Regions from separate parts of the Zea mays genome. Here region 1 is linked to region 2. A link is a contact called in public Hi-C data. All regions are on one chromosome and are shown on one strand. The core of a region is the stretch at or near the end of the contact, and the rest is flanking DNA. Distances in the headings are between cores, read along the strand shown. Region 1 holds the start of LOC100282376 (apospory-associated protein C). Region 2 holds the start of LOC100277968.

What was found. Hi-C and Micro-C count contacts between places; a contact is called where the count stands out from the background.
Region 1: a Hi-C map of tassel shows a contact between it and region 2, with 2.6 times the contacts expected there. The contact joins the promoter of LOC100282376 here to the promoter of LOC100277968 in region 2. A contact is called at or near these places in 2 of 25 Hi-C or Micro-C datasets (ear and tassel).

What each region holds. Positions count from the first base shown.
Region 1 is chr10:71,247,922-71,254,408 of Zm-B73-REFERENCE-NAM-5.0, forward strand. It overlaps LOC100282376 (apospory-associated protein C), which reads right to left and starts at 4,354. Exons shown (of 9, transcript NM_001155287.1): 1 at 4,038-4,354; 2 at 2,717-2,791; 3 at 1,766-1,822; 4 at 1,529-1,689; 5 at 1,295-1,435; 6 at 595-697; 7 at 424-523; 8 at 81-320. The coding sequence starts at 4,187. The coding sequence ends at 109.
Region 2 is chr10:70,878,316-70,884,374 of Zm-B73-REFERENCE-NAM-5.0, forward strand. It overlaps LOC100277968, which reads left to right and starts at 2,098. Exons shown (of 2, transcript NM_001165542.2): 1 at 2,098-2,313. The coding sequence starts at 2,226.

The sequences.
Region 1 (6,487 bases), core at 3,104-5,603, 370 kb after region 2:
ATGCATGGCATATACATGGGCAGGGCTTCAACATATGCAATGCATCCAAATTATTAGAGGCAGGCAGAGTATAACATCACCTGTACAAGAGGCAGAAAGTAAGGATTTTCAGCCCTGAAGGACCTTCAATGGATCTAACTGTCCACTACAGTAACTCGAGGGAACAGCTGAGAGCACAAGCCTTCCTTTCCACTCTTCACCAGGTTTCAGAGTAATAGGCCTCTCAACAGATGCAGGCTCCACACACAGCATGCTCTTGTATTCTGCATCCCCAAAATCTTGCATTGCTTTTGCCTTCTTGTCCCAAGGGTTCCAAACAACTATAAAAGCCAGCACAATAAGAAAGAGAATGATGTACATTGCAGCAACCATGTTGAATTGGTTCACCAAAGAAAATAAGTCTTGCCATCAAATCCTGCTTACCAGCATCAGGAAGCCCTTCTTTTGTCACGACAAATGTTCTTTTCTTCTCATGATCAATGATAGCAATTTTGGAGGGTGCAGCAAGGTAAACTTTGTCAACCTTGACATTGAAAAATCAAAACAGTTAGATACTGATTTGAAATATTTATGTTTCATGAGCTAATTACTTACTTCTGATTCAAAAACAATAGCATCGCCTTGCTCTGTGAAACGTTCCTTTGCCTTTAAGTTGTCAAGGTAGTCCATAGTTTCCAGTCCTTCGACACGCACCTCACTGATATATAAAATAGTAACATCAAGTAGCAATAATAATAAATTAAAATAGCCACTACAAGCAGGCTTAGAAAGTAACTTCCATGACAAGATACTGATCACCACAGATTAGTTCAACATAAGAAGAACCTAGTTTCCTGATATGGATTAAATTAGAATTGATGCAGATTATCGTTAGATTTCACAACTACATTGAGGCAGCACTCAAATTATGTCAACCAACCATATCAGGTATGAAACACAAGAGTGTCTGTTTGTTTTAACTAAGGCCCTGTTCGGTTTTTAGGGATTGGAGCTCCGGATTGATTCCTAGCCGGATTACTTCTCTAATTTATATAGATTTTGATGAGCTGGAACGAATCCGGGTTTATTCCTGTACAAGCGAACGGGCCCTAAAAAAGTTTCATTGGCATCTAACAGTCTTCCATACATACATATAGATAGAAAAAGTCAGACCCACCAGGAGCCTGGCATGTGCACAAAACCATAAACCAAACCCAAATTAACATCTTTTTTAACTTCCACTTCCAATGAAACAGTTCATAAGGAAACCAACTATTCAAAAGAAATTAACGAAAAGGAGAAACATCAAGCAGACCTTATGTCAGAAACAGAGAAGTATGTGTGATATGCAAATGTATAAGAGAAAGGTCTTCCATCTGGGTTGTTGTTCCTGATTCGTGATGTGAGACTCAAATCTCCAGAAGGTCCAAGAGCAACTCTCAAACGAAATTCAAAACTGTTAACAAGACAACAGGCAGACATCACAATCAGATGTGTGCTATATCAGGTTGAGACAAAACCTAGTGATCACACTGTGATGTAAACAAACCTGTGGGGCCAGATCTTTAAATCCTCTTCAGAAGGCTTCAGAATCAGATCAACAAAAGCTTTAATAGCAGGGTTTAATGGTAAAGGAGGTGGATTGTTGTCAATAGTCCAAAACCGGTTCCTAGCGAATCCATGTTGTTCAAGATTTCCATGTGATCCAAACTGCATTGTGCATTTCAGTGAGGGCCATAAGACAGATGGATATAGAGGAAGCATTATGAGATAACGGTTACCATACTTGGGGAAAGCAGATTGGTATACCACCACGAATAGCTTTTGGAGGTTTGAAAATAGCCTGCAGAAGAATTATTTGAGAATTCAAGGATGATATGTAGGCATGAATATATGTTGAACACTGCAGTAATACAGAAAAAAAAAGTGAAAGGGCCTCTGAGTTGGTTTTGTGGTCTAATTAGCACTCCTTAGGTCCTAGGTTCGACTCCCTGTAGGAGCCAATTTTGGGTTATGGTTAAAAAAAATCCACTCGTCTATCTCACGCCAAACCACAGGTCTAAGGGCCGGGCCCGGTTGCGGTCATTCTCACATGGGCTACGGCACCGCCGCACCGTTGTATATGGCTGAAACAGGGGTCAGGGATTTTCTCGACCTGCGTGAGAAGGTCTTCTTAATATAGGGGGTGTTTGGAATCTAGATTCTAGCTCCAGCGCAGAGTTGTAGTTTATAATATAAATTTAAATAGTTTTTAAAAATATTTTTAATTTAAATAATAAATAAAATGACTTATATAAATGTATTGTAAAGGTTCACAGCTCCAGCTCCACGATTTTCTGGAACACCTGATGATCTGCTCCACTAACTCCACTAAATTTTGTGGAGCTAGAGAAGTCCCAAACACCCCTATAATACTATGGGGGCGCTCTTACCCCCGCAGGTTGAGTAATACAGCAAAACTAACACTAATGATAAAGTATAATCAACCTCAACTTGAGGAAAAAGAAGCTAAGCAGATCAAAACTTGACATATAAATCTACTATTCCAGCATTTAAGTGGAACACGACATAACAAGGGCAGCAATACAAAAATCAAGGAGACAACCAGATGGCATGCGTTAAGAAAAGGTTAACTCCAAAACAGATAAATATCTGGATGTGACATATGCACCAACACAACTTTTTATCCACATAACTGATATACTGATATGTCAATTGCAACCAACAGAGCATGTACCTTGCTGCTGAGGAAAAGCAAGTCTTCCCCATTGTCATTCTTCCATGATGTTACTTGACCTCCATAAAGATAAATCTAAAAACAGTACAGAATTTATTATCTAGTTATACTACAACCAAATTGTAAACAAAGCATGATAAGAATAAATACATAGGACATGGTAGTATAACACTAGTCGCATGTTGTACTCAATGGCTATAGTACTCACTATTCTATTATCTCTACTTCTAAAGCATCAGTTTCGATGGTCATCCTGCGTCACACGCGAAGCGTGTAGGTCTATTCTACTCTCCCTGTCAGTGGGCCCTCTATAGATAGGTTGTAAAACCCACCCAAGTCTCCAATAGTGGGTCGTTACGCCGCAAATGGGTCGTTATAAACCATCCAAGCCCAACATGACAAGAAACTGCACGGTGCACGCACCGTAGCGCTCCCACATAGTACCACTCCATTAACTAAAAAAGAACAAGCGACCGAGCGAGCTATAAAAAAGGGATTAGGCTCCTTTTCAACGCATACTTTCTAGACCTTTCGGCTAAGATAAAGTGTAATATTTGTTCTTGTGTCGTTGCAACGCACGGGTATTATACTAGTGACTTTTTAAGATAGACCCAAAAGAATGTAAATACTATCAACAAGTCACAGAACCGTCGTTTCAACTTATCTATAATGCGGATTTTACAGGGTTGAAAAGATTTAACTATGCACACCTCATACATATAAAAAAGCTAAACCAACTAAGAAGAAACCATTTTATTCAGATAGATCATTTTGTTGATATAAATAACAACATATATGAATATTTTCGCCCATAATGTAACTACAACATACGAACAAATTGTAATTGCCCCTACAAGTCTATAAAATCCAGTGTTGCCACTAAAACGTCCTTCAGTTGTACCTTCCTAATACTTAACACTGTATTGCAGCACCCAAACGTTGGATAAATAATCCTAGCGGTTGCTGTGAAACACTAACCACACATCCTCCCAGCGCTATACTGCTTCCTAAAGCATATTTGGAAGGTTCAAACCTTGGCGTGAAAACTAAAAACCCTCGAATTCCATGTCCCCAACACGCGGATCATGCAATGCACTAATAAGGATCCAAACAGGTCCGGGACACTAAAAACCTCATCAATTCCCGCCAAACCCCCCGCGGATCAGCAGAATTCCCACCGGATCTGCGCCAACTGCGCCAAAATAGAAACGAATCGCGGCCCTGCGCCGCACGCGCCCAAGCACACTGCAGTCGTATGCACAACCATACAAACGACGAGAGGTATCGGAGGAAGTGGGTGAGCGAGGCCGAAAACGTGTACCTCGGCACAGCAGTTGCGAGCGCCGCGAAGCACGACCTTCTCGAGGCCGGAGGGGCCCTTGACGAGCTCCGCGAACGGCGACGGCAGCTGCATCAGCGGGGACGGTGAGGCGGCGGCACTAGCTGCGCCGGAGGGGGCAGGGGCGGCCATCACTCGGCTCGCCCAGGCAACGGGGAGCTGGGACCCTAACCCTAGCCTTCCACTTCCGGGTCTCGCCTCTCCTGCTTTTCGGGGGTTTATTTGGCGGAGAATGGGAGCTGAAGCGGAGGAAATAAATGGGAGAGGAAATGGGAAAGGGTCGAGGATATTTATAAGGGACGCGACGGAGAAGAAGGAAGGTGCCGATGCTGTGTTCCGGTTCTTGAATTCGGCAGAATCCGGCGGTATCCGTAGACAAGGTGTTTGGGAACAAAGTTTTACCGAGTAATATTGTGATATTATATACTTTGACGTGTTTCAAAACTTATCTAAAATAATCTAAAATGTCTGTATACTAAATTATAAATTATAATATTATTAGGGATGTTTGAATTTACTAGAACTAAATTAGTCGAGACATCCAAACAGTCTAGATAATATTTCAGCTATTAGCTACTTTTAGCCGGTAATAAGTAGTTAGCTAATTTTAATAGCAATTTATAGTCAACTAACTATTATCTCTAGTGCATTCAAACACTCCCTTAATACTGCATAGTCTAATACTCGTGCGTTGCGACGGTATCCAACTATATTTTATATTATTGATTGGGTGACTAAGCGACACTTGAAAGTTTTAATGGACCATCCACATAAAAATACTCATAATAAATGAATTTAGGGGGTGTTGGATGCACTAGAGCTAATAGTTAGTGACTAAGGTAGTGTTTGGTTGAAGAGTCAAGTAGAACGGAACCGTTCTGTCCTAGTTTTGTTGTTGTTTGGTTACAAAGTAACTAGAATGGAATGACTCCAATTAGGGAATATTCTCCTCAGATCCGGAACCATTCCGCTCCAAAAAATCAATGGAACGGAGCCGCTCCGTTCCAATCTCACTCTCACAGTCACGCTCCGTTCCGTTCACTCTGCAACCAAACAAAAAAACAGAACCGCTCCGTTCCAGATTACCAAACACAGAACAGAGCGGCTCCGTTCCTAGATAAGGGATGGAACGGCTCCGTTCTACTTGGCTCCTCAACCAAACACTACCTAAAATTAGTTGGGACATTCAAACACCTTATCTAATAGTTCAACAATTAACTATTTTTAGTAAATTAGTTAATAGTTAGCTAGCTAATTCCACTAGCAATTTTTTAGTCAACTAACTAGTTAGCTAATTATTAGCTTCATCATGCCCAACTTGACCTTTAACGTATCCACCTACCAAGCACAAAGAGTTATAAGAGCTCAAGAACACATATAGATTTAGAGTGGTTCGGACCACCGGAGCGTAATACCTACTCCACTAAGTTGTATTGTTGAGAGGTTGAGAAAGCCTAGGTCTCGATGGAGATGTCTCCGAGGAAGTTTGAGTGAGGATGTCCCCCACCCCATGTAGCTCATGTGCCCTTCCTTTTATAGCCTAAGGGAGGCACGTACATGGACACTAGGCCCCAATTGGTGGGCCCAGGAAAAATAATAATATGGAGCGGTACATGCAACAATGGGTTGAGATCTATCGATGCGGTGAGCAGCTATCTTCTCTTGGTCACTGTGCCGATTTTTTGCCCAGATTTATCTTCGCCCTGTCTTGTCGACGTGTGGGTGAAGGCTCTGGTGTAGGCTGTGGCGTAGATTGACATGTCGACGTGCGTAAGGGGAGTACATGGACGGTGTCGTACTATCTCCTCCGCTTGTCTCCTTTGCCTATCTCTGTAGCAAGAATAGTAGAAGTCATGATGAGGGCTGCCAATGTGTGGCGCAGAGAGTCAATGGTCTTGCCTCGGTAATGCATTGGTTACTTACACGGACCATGCCATGTGGACTGCACACGTTAACTACTTGTCACACTCGGGTTTCGGGGGTACCAAGACCCGGGCGCGAAATAATCACCAGGTGTGCTAGGACCAAGTCTTACACATATGATGACCCATGGTACAGAAACGAATGTCACAACATTAATATATAACAGAGTTCTGTACAGAGTAAATAAATAATTACATCATATGGAGATAACGATCCAGCAACCCAAAGTTGACTGGGAGACGACGGCCTAGACCTCTCGCGATAACATCGCAACATCCTCCATGTGCCTCATCTTGCGGTACCTGTTCTTGACATGTGGGGTGTGTGTGAGACAGCAAGGGTGAGCTCACATACGTTCATCACTCAACAAGTTGTGGGGAATAATGTGCATGAACTCGCCAAAGGTGGGAGTCCATGTGAAGTGTAAGGCTTACCAAAGAGGATGGTTAAAGCTGAGCATTGCTTTTAAAGTTGATCAAAATTTTATTAGCAGTTACTAAGTATAAGTA
Region 2 (6,059 bases), core at 848-3,347:
TTGGTAGACCAAACAACATCGATAGATGACAGTTTAAAGTGTGTATAGAATTATAACCTATAAACAGTATATCTATTTACAAAATAATTAAAAGGAAAATTAGGCTAACGTAATGATAGTGTAGAACTGTAACTTTAGCTAAGAAAATATTTTTAGTATTTCACAACAAATGTCTGCAAGGGCCTCATAGGATTAGGGTTTAGGGTGAGGAGGAGAAGGGAAAGAGCAGCAGCCACCATTGTGTATTTAAAAATTCCCAAACCAAGCCAGAAACTAAAAGCTTAAAAGTCACACTACGTGTTATTCCATATTACACAATACATGGATCCGTCGTGTGCACTAAAAAAATCCCAAACCAAGCTGGAAACTTAAAGCTAAAAATGTCACACTACGTGTTGTTTCATATTTACACAGTATAGGGATGAGCACAGACAAGACAACGCAGCAGAGGATCTTCCCAGTCGATCTCGAGTTGAAGCCAGCGGAGCCCAGATCTAGAAACTGCGCCGGACGAATACCAAAGCAAACAACATCGATTCAAGGAAGGTAACATTTTTTGTGCCTATTTTTCCATGTGAGAAAATGTTTAGCTGACATGAGAAAATAGGGGACCAAATGGATTGATATTGAAATAAAATACCACCACACATACACTAAGTCAGGAGTGCTCCAAAAATACCAAACCAAACCCTCGCTTTTTACTCCGTTCCAATGCCATGACACACACTAGAAGTGCCCAAAAAATCCCAAACCAAATCTTTGTATTTCATGCACTTCGCTTTTCCCTAGGGAAAAAAACTGAACCAAAACCCTTGCGTCGCTAGGACTAGGAGCAGAGCAGGGCACAACAGAGCAGATTAGCCGCTTACCTGGACCGTTGCAGCGATGGCGGCCGGATCCGGAGTCCAAAGCAGCAACCGCTGTCGCCGGAGCCGTGGGTGGGCAGGGATGCTTGGGGAGGGAGGGAGGGAGCGTGAGTCGCATGAGACGCAGGATGAAGAGAGAGAGAGGATGTGAGGAGGAACGAAGTGTCACCTAGAAGCCTCCAGATAAGACACATGGGCGCACGAGAGAGCATGGGAACCAACGATTGAACGACTAAGGCCCTGTTTGTTTCAACTTATAGATTATATAATCTATAATATAATTTAGATTATATAATCTGGATTATTTGCTCTGGATTAAATAAGCTAGGTGCTGCTGTTTGTTAGCTCAGATTATTTGGACTCGGCTTATTATTCATATGCATACAAATATAATAATACCCTTGATTGTTTTAATTGTCTGGTGGGTGAGAACGCTTATGGATAGGTGGATGGCAATTGGAAGTAATTTTAATCAACTTGCCATGGGTAGTGGGTCTTTCATAAAAAATAAGCTGAAATAAGCACCCTTTGATGAGCTTATAGGATTATCATAATCTCAAGTGCTAGATTATATAATCTTATCAGATAAGTTGCTTGTTTGTTTCCTCACTAGCTTATTTACATTGGATTATATAATCTATATAGATTATAATCTCAAACAAACAGGGCCTAAGATAATTCGACTGACGTGGATGGTCTATCATGCCCCGTTTCCTTCCTGCTTTAATAATAAAGAAAAGAAATAAGTGAGCATTGAAGCTGTCCTTACAACACCATTTGTACACACGGTGAAAATTTCAGATGCGTGGGTCAGTAAACATGGCGCCTATCCGTCCATGTAAAAATAAAAAAAAGTAGTAGAGACACAAAGGATCATGACGTCTATGGACTCGGCTCTATGAACCTGAGAACATTTGCCAGCCATCGGATGAAAAGCAGGTTTCGCCCATGAAGATAATTTGGGACGGACAGCATCAGATCGCTCATCAGTGGTGGTGGTGGTGATAGAGAGAGATATTTTGGGAGGAGCGAAGGAAACTAGCTGCGCCCACTCCCCAGCGTGTACGTGTCGGCGCGACGGCGGCAGGCGCCAACCACGTGCACCTGGAAACCCGGCAGGTCGCAAGCGTCGCGAGGGAGGCCACAGGCCCCACAGCCCGCAGGCCGCAGCGGCCGGCCTAAGTGCCTAACCCTGCCCCACACACCCCGCCGACCGCAACGAACGAAACCCACCGGATAAAACCGCCTTGCCTGCGCACTGGTGCCTGCGGAAACTGCGACTCCTCCTCGGTCCTCGCAGACGATTCACCCCGCACCGCGAGCGAGGAGAGGAGCCTGGCCGCGAGGGCGTCGACGCTGATGGCGGCGTGGTGGCGGAGGAAGGTGGTGCCCTGCGCGCGCCGCGCCTGGGCCGCCCTCGCCGCGCGGCTCCGCGCGCGTAAGCCTGGTCAGTTATTACCGTGCCCCCTCCTCTTGCCTAACCCCCCCTGTCGTTTCGTTCTGCTGCGTATGCGTGGTCGTGAAGAGGATCGGGGCGAGATCGTCCTGCTCTGGAATCGCGTGTCTGTTCTGTTTCTGTTTGGGGGTGGGTGGGCTGGTTTTAAACCCTGTTCTTATTCTCTTCATCGAAACAGGGGTTTCATCTCCACCAAACATATACACGCATGGTTCGAGAATTAGAGCGTGCTCGTCTCTAGAATTCCCTTTCAGCGATTCAGTTTTTACAGCTCTGTCGCCGTTAGTAGGACCCATGCTGTTCTCCTTGAAAATCGGCCAATGTCACGCCGTTTGTCCTCCCCTAACCTCGACCGGAGGAGCAAGACGTCGAGCACTCTGCCCGCCCGCCCAACCGGATGTCTTCCTCCGTCGGCTCGGCAGCGCTCCCGATCGCCTCGCTCTCCGCTCCTCAACCCACCGCCGCCGCCGGTCCGGCCGCCGCCCGAGGCCCTCTGCCCCTGGCAATGGACCGACCGCTGGGTCGCGCGCCCCGAGCTCCGTGCGACTGTCGCGTCGTAATAGAGTTTATTACACGTTACTATTACTTAGGAGTATTAAAAACAACCGAAGGGGTTATTGGTGATGGGTACTACAGAGTACAGAGGAGGCCATAAAACAGGGGCCTGCAGGGCACTGGCGCTCTCAATTGCAGGGCAACAGAACAGAGGACGGCACGGCAATCCCCTCCCTGTCCCCGGGATCTTGTTGCTTAGCAGCAGCACGAAATCTGGACGATATCGACTTGAATGGCCGCCGCGCCGCGTGGCCTCACCACGAGGCACGCGGGGCGTACCCTCCCCTGTCCCCACAGGCCCACATACACACGCCGCATGATGCTGCCTTGACATATAAGCCCTGCTACCATTGACCTCTAGCGCCACACACAGGTGGACCATGGCCGCCGCTGCCTTTGCGTTGAATGTCGCCATCGGTCCATGTGCTGGCTTAAATATCTTGTGCCTTTAGATACGTACCACACCATTGGAGCACCGGAACTGTGTAAGCTTGAAAGATTTACCATAATTCTGTCCACAATCCACATCCTGCCCCGAGCGAGATACTATGAGAAATTCTAGATGGACCCATCCTTTGGAAACCAACCAAACTGAGCTCCAGATTAAATCCAGTTGTTCGAACTACTACAACTATAATTTATATAATTTATAGAGATAAAATACCGTAAAAACAATAAAAACTGATTAAAACCAAACGGATAAGCTGACCGTCGTGACCACAGTTCAAAAAGCTACTCCGTACAAATGGGCACCGTACCTCGGCAGTGAAGCTGCGGATGGCCCAAGAGCATGATTACTCATGGGGGAAGTTTCTTAAAATCTACTCACTCCATTCCAAAATATAATTTGTTATATAATTCGTTTTAGATTATAATTATAGTTTGTATGTATGTCTATATTCATTATCATTCATTCGATGGTGGATGGGACAAAAGAGGATTATAAAGAACTACTCTTTCCGTTTGTTTTTATTTGTTGTGGTTTAGTTAAAAATAAAGTAGGGGACGACAACTAAGGTAGTATATTTTAAGACGAAGGAAGTATTACCATACCGACCTTTCTTATTTTATTACGCACATATTCTTGTTGGACGGATGAGATTTTACATCTTTAGGTCATATTTAGATCACAAGAGTTAAAGAAAAAGTGACTAAAGTTTAGTTACTTAGAAGATAAAGATTTAAATAAAAAGCTAAAAGTGACTAAAATGATAACAAAATAACAATTTAGTCATTTTTAGATCTTCTTGTTTAGATCTTTTAGTTCATAAGTGACTAAACTTTAGTCACTTTTTTTAATCCTCGAATCCAAATATGCCCTGATTTAGGAATTAGGATGACATTTTTTTTGTCCCCAACCGTCCATTGGATTGTTTCATTTCTGGTGCTTTTTTCTTCAGCACAACGGAACTAGGAAGTGCCTACCCAGTACCCACAGAGTACACACGCCGCATGATGCCGCCTTGACATATAAGCCCCTGCTACCATTGACCTCTAGCGCCACACACAGGTAGACCATGGCCGCTGCTGCCTTGCGTTGAATGTCGCCTTGGGTCCACGTGCTGGCTTTAAATATCTTGTGCCTTGGATACGAACGCGGAACGCCATAGGAGCACTGGAACTGTGCAAGCTTGGAAGATTTTTTACCATAATGTTGTACAGAATCCATATCCTGTCCCTGATGGACCCATCCTGGGGAAACCAACGACGTGAGCCAAGTGAAAGCTGCGTTACTCATCTGCAGGAAGTTTCTTAAAAGCTATGACTCATACCAACGTTTTTTATGACGCGCATATTCTTGTTGGACCGATGAGATTTTGCATCTTTATTTAGATTATTTTCGACAGCCTCCCTATCCCACCTCTATGACTAGCTCCAACAAGGAGCTCTAAAGGGTCCTGTACTCTAAAATTAGAGGACGATCCCTCTAGGAGCATCATCTAAACGGTCTTCTAAATTTAGAGGACGTTGCTGGATCCTCTATATATAGAATTTCTCTAAACGGTTCTCTATCTATTTGAATACTTTAAACAACCGGTTTAGTAAAACTAAAATATGTACAATACATTTGAAAGTATGACAAACACGTATGTACAAAAAATAAAAAATAAAAAATGTCTTTAATATATGTATTTACATATAGGGGACGTGATTTAGAGGACGTTGTTGGAGAGGAAATAAATATAGGGGATAAAATCTTTTAGAGAAGACTGTAAATGACGGATATATAGGATGTATATAGAGGACGTTGCTGGAGACAGTCTTAGGCTGCCTCAAGCAACAATGTCATCTACAGTGTCGCGTCCCCTATTTTATGTGATCGCTGAAGGCAGTCTTATACTCAGCAGCGGTCCCAGGGGTATCATGGATATTCAATTGGGGTATCATGGATATTCAATTGAATACCCAAATTTTTGCTGATTTATAGTAATTTCTCAATAATATATTACACAAAATAATGTTAGAGCATTAATTTCTTTAATCTTTTGATTTTTTGAATACCCAATCTCAAATGTCTGGACCCGCTTCTGTTTATAATCTTAGTAAACAGTGCAGTCTATACATATGCACGCTCTACTGTTTTTGTTCCCAGGCCCCAGCCGTCCATTGGATTGTTTCATCTCTGGTGTTTTTTCTTCATTTTTGGCCCCAGCTTATTTTGTTCATTTATGCTTCACACCACCTTATTTTGTTCATTTATGCTTCATTTTGGAGTTACACTTTGCAATGGAAATGAATGTAGACACTTTTTTGAATTAGTTATGCAAAGCTAAGCGTCATCTCCAATAACATTCCTTTTAGTTTAACACAACGATTTGCCGTCCTCTTGCATTTGAGCCCTGTTTTCTTTATTTTGTTGGTAAAACCTTTAAAACAATTCCTAAAAGGTGCAGTAGTTTTATAGAGTATATATATCATTTCTTAATTTTTTAGGGTTAGTTTGTGAACTCCATTTTTCTAGGGTTACTATTTTTTCAAGAAAAATAAACTAATTTTTCTTAGAAAAATATGAATCCTTTCGAAAAATTGGGTTCCCAAACTAGCCATTAGATTAAAACCCAACCTATTTGTCTGCTGTTTGTCTGACGAATGAAATTTTAAGCGGATATTGCCAAGGTCCCAAAGCAAAAGACACAAATAGTACATGGACTGTTTTGTCTTCACAACATTTGTGTTTTGTC